2 separate regions of the Ovis aries genome follow, and region 1 is linked to region 2. A link is a contact called in public Hi-C data. All regions are on one chromosome and are shown on one strand. The core of a region is the stretch at or near the end of the contact, and the rest is flanking DNA. Distances in the headings are between cores, read along the strand shown. Region 1 holds the start of LOC121816554 (cationic amino acid transporter 3-like). Region 2 holds the start of ZNF331 (zinc finger protein 331).

The links. Hi-C and Micro-C count contacts between places; a contact is called where the count stands out from the background.
Region 1: a Hi-C map of blood shows a contact between it and region 2, with 3 times the contacts expected there. The contact joins the promoter of LOC121816554 here to the promoter of ZNF331 in region 2. A contact is called at or near these places in 4 of 16 Hi-C or Micro-C datasets (blood and liver).

Annotation. Positions count from the first base shown.
Region 1 is chr14:61,511,315-61,514,290 of ARS-UI_Ramb_v3.0, reverse strand. It overlaps LOC121816554 (cationic amino acid transporter 3-like), which reads left to right and starts at 1,599. Exons shown (of 12, transcript XM_060399104.1): 1 at 1,599-1,690.
Region 2 is chr14:61,340,737-61,343,818 of ARS-UI_Ramb_v3.0, reverse strand. ZNF331 (zinc finger protein 331) reads left to right here and starts at 1,800. Exons shown (of 5, transcript XM_027978733.3): 1 at 1,800-3,082. It also overlaps the pseudogene LOC132657657.

The sequences.
Region 1 (2,976 bases), core at 350-2,849, 170 kb before region 2:
TAGAACCATATGATCCAGCAATTCTACCTCTGAGGATATACCCAGAAGAGTTGAAGCCACGCTTGGGAAGAGACATGTGTACACTCAATGTTCACAGCACCGTTATTCACAGTAACGAAAACATCAAAGCAACCTAAGTGCCCATTGACCAAAGGGTGGTTAAGCCAATGTAGTAGGTACCAGTAATAGAGTATATTCAGCATTTAAAGAGAAGGGGATATACGCACGTTACAACATGGATGAACCTAGCGGATATTGAAGGCGAAGGTGAAGGTGAAGTCGCTCAGTCGTGTCCGACTCTTTGCGACCCCATGGACTTGTAGCCTACCAGGCTCCTCCGTCCATGGGATTCTCCAGGCAAGAATACTGGAGTGGGTTGCCATTTCCTTCTCCAGGGGATCTTCCCCACCCAGGATCGAACCCAGGTCTCCCGCATTGGAGGCAGATGCTTTAACCTCTGAGCCACCAGGGAAGCTTAGTGGATATTATACTCAGTAAAATAAACCTGATAGTAAAGGACAAATATTGGGTGATTCCACCAAAATGAAGAACCTGGAGTAGTCAGATTCATTGAGACAGAAAATAGAAAGGTGATTGCCAAGAACTGGGAAAGGATAAAGGGGGATTTTTGTTGTTGTTGTTGAATGTGTAGTTTCTGTTTGTCAGAGGAAAAATGTCCCAGAGTTTGGTTGCATAAAATGTGAACGTACTTAACATAGAAATGGAGTAGGACCCTAGGGTCCTTGACCCCCATGTCCTCTGCCTGCCTTCTGTCTGTGGGAAAAGCTTAGCCAAAGAATAAGTTTAATCCAAGAAGTGAAATCATGCAGAAACAAAGGACAACAGTCAGAGGAGAAGAAATAATAATCATGTGGTGACTAAGCATAGTCACGGACCTTTACTTCCTTCTCAAGGGCTACAGACAATCTTCTGAGAGTGTGCAGAGGCGGACACCTCCACCAGGTGCGAGAGTACCGAGCTGATGGCCAGAGTGTAGTCATGACAACAGCTGCCCCAATTCTGAGAACCGCCTCGAGGAAATGGGGACAAATGGCCTCGAGGAAATGGGAACAAACTGACCTTGTGACTAAAGAGTAAGTGTACCTAAAACAATCAAGATGCTGCTGGTCCAGCCGTCCATGACCAATTGCAAGAGGACTGTCAGAGCTGACCGTGCTGTTTCTCCATGTAGCCCCCTCCCTCTGTCTATAAACCTCCTACCTGCTGCCTGTTGGGGTGGGAGGCGAGTCGACCTTTGTCAGGAGTGTAACCCCCTCCCGCCAGTGCTGGTATCCAAAATAAAGCAAACTTTCCTTCCACCAACCTGGCCTCCTGAATGGCTTTTGAGCAGCCAGCAGCCAGACTTTGCTTTCACTTACAAAATGACTGAACTGAATACTTAAAGACAGTTAAAATTTCCTGGTATGTGTATGTTACCCCAGCTAAGAACATCTTAGAAAATCTCGCAAGGGTAACCACAGAGGGGTGTGGTTAAGGACTGACAGAAATTTTGAAGGCTTCCGGTCCTCTCAGCCCCATCCCCACCCCAATTACCCAGGGTTAAGAGTTGTCTTCTGTGCTCAGGGGCTCCCCTCTTTGGATTTTAGACAAACATCAGCTCCAGCTCTGCACGCCTTACCCTCAGCCTCCGTGACTGACCCAGTGCTCCAGGCTCTGCTCCAAGGATCCAGTAAGTCTCGGGTCACCCTTTTCTGTGGGAGACTGGGCGCTGAGTTCACATCCTCCCACAGAGACCTCTGCACCCTCAGGGTGCACGGGGTCAGGCCAGCTCCAGCCTGAGGGTAGAGAGATCCGTTTTACAGATGAAAGTAGAAGGAGCTGGGGACTGTCTGTGTTTGTGTGAGGAGAGGAGGGGCTGGGAGAGATTGGATCAATGTCCAGGGGCTCTTGGACTGGTTTTAATCTGGTGCTCACACAACCCTAAGATGACCCTCACATAGAGTGTGTGATGCGGGTACCACTGCCTTCAGTCGCCTGTCTCCTTTCTGCTCTCCACGTCTGCTGATGCCTCCTCTAGGAGCTGAGCATTCTGCTGAGGACAACTCAGTGGTGTTGTGTGTTAAGTTAATTATGTTGGAACTTTGTACATTCAGCAGCTCTGTGAAGCTGGCTCTCCCGTTTATCCTCGGCATAAAATTTTAAAAGCTGGGGTGAAATACACATAAATTTACCATCTTCACCATTTTTAAATGAACCTTCAGCAATACTGGGTAAATTTACACAGCTGTGTAACCAGTTTGCAGAATTCTTTTTGTCTTGTAAACTGAAACCGTGTCCGCATTTAACAATGATTTCCCATTTTCCCCCTCACCCAGCACCTAGCAAACCAGCATTCTACTTTCTGTCTTTGTAAATTTGACTGTATTAGCTATTTCATAGAAGTGGGATCATACAGTATTTGTCTTATGGTGACTGGCTTATATCACTTAACATATTATCCTCAAGTTTCCTCCATGTTATAGCATGGGTCAGAATTTCCCATATTTTTAAGGCTGAATAATATTCCACTGTAGGTATAGAGCACATTGTATTTCTCCGTTTTTTGTGGATGGCCATTTGGGTTGCTTTCATTTCTCAGCTAATCCGAATAATACCACCATGGGTGTACAAACGTCTCCTGTGACCTCACTTTCAGTTCTTTTGGGTGTACACTCAGAAGTGGGACTGCTCAACCATGATGGTAATTTCACTTTTGGTTTTTTGGAGGAACCACCATACTTTACCCACAGCAACTGTACCATTTTATGTTCCTAAAGACAGGGCTCAAAAGTTCATCAGCAGCATTTGAACAAGAAGGAAACACAGGTCCAGGGAAGTGTATGACTTGCTCAAGGGCAGAGAGGTGGGGCCAAGATCCTAATCATAGCTTCCTGACTCTTTGAATGCTTGCCCTCAACCAAAATGCTCAACTCGGACCTTAGAGTAACATGGATAGAAGCCCCCTGCCCTGAACTC
Region 2 (3,082 bases), core at 551-3,050:
CCAGGGACATTTCATTTTCCTTTGACTCTTCACCCCGAGATCTCTCTTGCCTATTTCTCTTTGTAGCTACCACCATCTAGAGAGTGATGGGGATGAGAAGCTTCCCTCTATCTGCCCGTAAAAGCAGCCATGTTTATTTAACCCCAGCATCCTCGGTGCTTCCAGGGATCAAACCTGAGTCTCCTGTGTCTCCTGCATTGGCAGGCAGCGGGTTGTTTACCACTGACCCACCAGGGAAGTCTAAAGACAAGGATTCAGTTCAGTTCAGTTCAGCTGCTCAGTTGTGTTGGACTATTTTCGACCCCATGAATCGCAGCATGCCAGGCCTCCCTGTCCATCACCATCTCCCGGAGTTCACTCAGACTCATGTCCATCGAGTCAGTGATGCCATCCAGCCATCTCATCTTCTGTCATCCCCTTCTCCTCCTGCCCCCAATCCCTCCCCACATCAGAGTCTTTTCCAATGAGTCAACTCTTCGCATGAGGTGGCCAAAGTACTGGAGTTTCAGCTTTAGCATCATTCCTTGCAAAGAAATCCCAGCGCCGATCTCCTTCAGAATGGACTGGTTGATTACCAAGCCCTAACCGAACTCTCACTTGCCCATTGCACTGTCAATACTTAACAAATTTATCCTTTCTTTGTCTCAAAGGTATAAAAGCTTACTGCTCTGGTCAATTCTTCAGGTCTTCATTCTTTTCTGAAAGCTCTCACGTACATGCGTGCATGCTAAGTCGCTTCAGCTGTGTCTGTCTCTGTGCGACCTGATGGACTGTAGCCCACCTGGCTCCTCTGTCCATGGGATTCTCCAGGCAAGAATACTGGAGTGGGTTGCCATGCTCTACTCCAGATGATCTTCCTGACCCAGGGATCAAACCCTGGTCTCTTATATCTCCTGCATTTGCAGGGGGAGTTCTTTACTATTAGCGCCATCTGGGAAGTCCAAAATGTACATGTAAGAAGTTACATGTATATGTAAGAACTTAATAAAGCTTTTTTTCCCTGTTAGAAGGAGGAGGAAAGGGATAGTTAGGAAGTTTGGGATGGACATGTACAGTGCTATATTTAAGATGAATAACCAACAAGGTCCTACTGTATAACACAGGGAACTCTGCTCAAAGTCACGTGGCAGCCTGGATGGGAGGGGAATTTGGGGGAGAATGGATACATATATATGCATGGCTGAGTTCCTTTGCTGTCTACCTGAAACTATCACCACATTATTAATCAGCTATAAGTGTAATTTGTGCTCAGCCCTGTCTGACTCTTTGCATCCTCATAGACTGCAGCTCACCAGGCTCCTCTCTCCTTAGAATTTTCCAGGCAAACAATACTGGTGTGGGTTGCATTTATACTCCAGAATAAAATAAAAAGGATTTTTTCTTTTTTTAAGTAGTAGCAGTAATGATACTAATACTAAAATGAGTAATAAAACAAATCTGAACGGCTGGCAGGATTCCCAGCATTTACAAACTCTGCGACTCTGCATAACACTCCGTCGCAAGTCTGGGGGCCACGGCTCCTTTATACGCAGGGAGGGATGCCTTCTGAGGAACCCTGTGTATTACCCGAGATGAGAACTACACTTCCCAGAAGGCTCTGAGACACAGCTCTAGTCGGGCCGGTGCGGAGTTGCATGCTGGGAAAAAGAGCCCATGAGCTTTCAGCTCCGCAAATTCCCCGTTTTTGGGACTACGTTTCCCAGAGGGCTCTGGGGGCACGAGCCCATTAGCCTCGCCGGGAGTTGCATGCTGGGAGATGCGCTTTCTGCGCGTTGTTTTTTTTTTTTTTTCCACGCTCTGGTTTCCTGGCGACGCTGTCTGGAGTTAACCTGCACCGCTGCGCTCGCTCCCTCCCGACACCCTGTTAGTTGTTGGGCCCAGAGCCGTGAGTAATTAGCATCCCTGGAGGAAACCTGAAGTGGAAAGCGGCGGGCGGTGGCGGTGAGGAAAAAGGTCAAGAGGCCCGAAACGGAGCGTCGGCCTGTGGCTTCGGGAGCCGCTGCGGAGGGAGTGCGAGCGTGTGCGTGTGTGTGTGTGTATAAGTGTGGGTATGTGTGTGTGTGTGATGGGGCTTGGCCTTGTCTACAGACTGAGGTGCGCGTGGGTGTCGGTGAGGGACACGGGCCGGGTCCCTGCGGTTGTGACGCACTTGGCGCGTGAGTGTGTGAAGCGGGGAGGCGACCCGACCTCATCCCGCGGCTGTGCCCGCCCACCCATCCCTGGTGCGTGTGAGCCTCGGGCTCGGACGCCTCCGCTCCGCTCCGCGTGAGTTCCACGCGCGTGGGCTCTGGCGCGGACGGCGGGGCTGTGAGAGCCGCCTTGACGTGTCTGTGGGGTTGGCGGAGCCGGGCGCCTTGTTTCTGGCGGGGGCGTCAGGCGGTGTGTCGCAGCCGCGGTGTGTGAGTTTGTTCAGCTGTGACAGGTGCAGGCTGGCTCCCGGGTGTGTGGGCACGGATTGAGTGAGCACGGGGAGGGGGCGTGTGACGGTATCACCTGTAGCTCCGGTGTCTCCGCTGGTCCCTCCGCCCTCCTACCGTGCAGTACTTGCGGGGACACAGCGGCCTCCAAGAGACGTGGGAGCCCGAACCTTGTAATGAAAATGACAGGAATTGACACAGGTGTCGTCATGAGATGGCGACTTTAGAGCCAGAGGTGCCGTCCTTCCAAAGTCCAGTGATGAAAGGGTCTTGGGGGGAAAAGATTCTATTTTGGAAGGGAGAGGTCCCTGACCTGGGAGGTGCTGGGTGGGGGTGGGGTGGGGGCGGGCGGGGTACCCCCAGGTAGTAGAGCCTAGCTTCCTGGAATCTCTGAAATACATCTGGGTGCACCCTTCTTGTTTTTGGTGCTTTTTTCGAGTATAATTGCTTCACAATGCTGTGTTAATTTCTGCTGTACAACAAGTGGATCAGCTGTAAGTATATTTATACCCCCTTCCTCTTGGACCTGCCTCCCAGCACCCCCCCCCCACCAATCCCACCCCTCTAGGTCACCACAGAGCACCAGGCTGAGCTGCTTGCTATACAGCAGCTCCCCACTGGTTGTTTTACACTTGGTAGTGTGTATATGTCAGTCCTAATCTCCC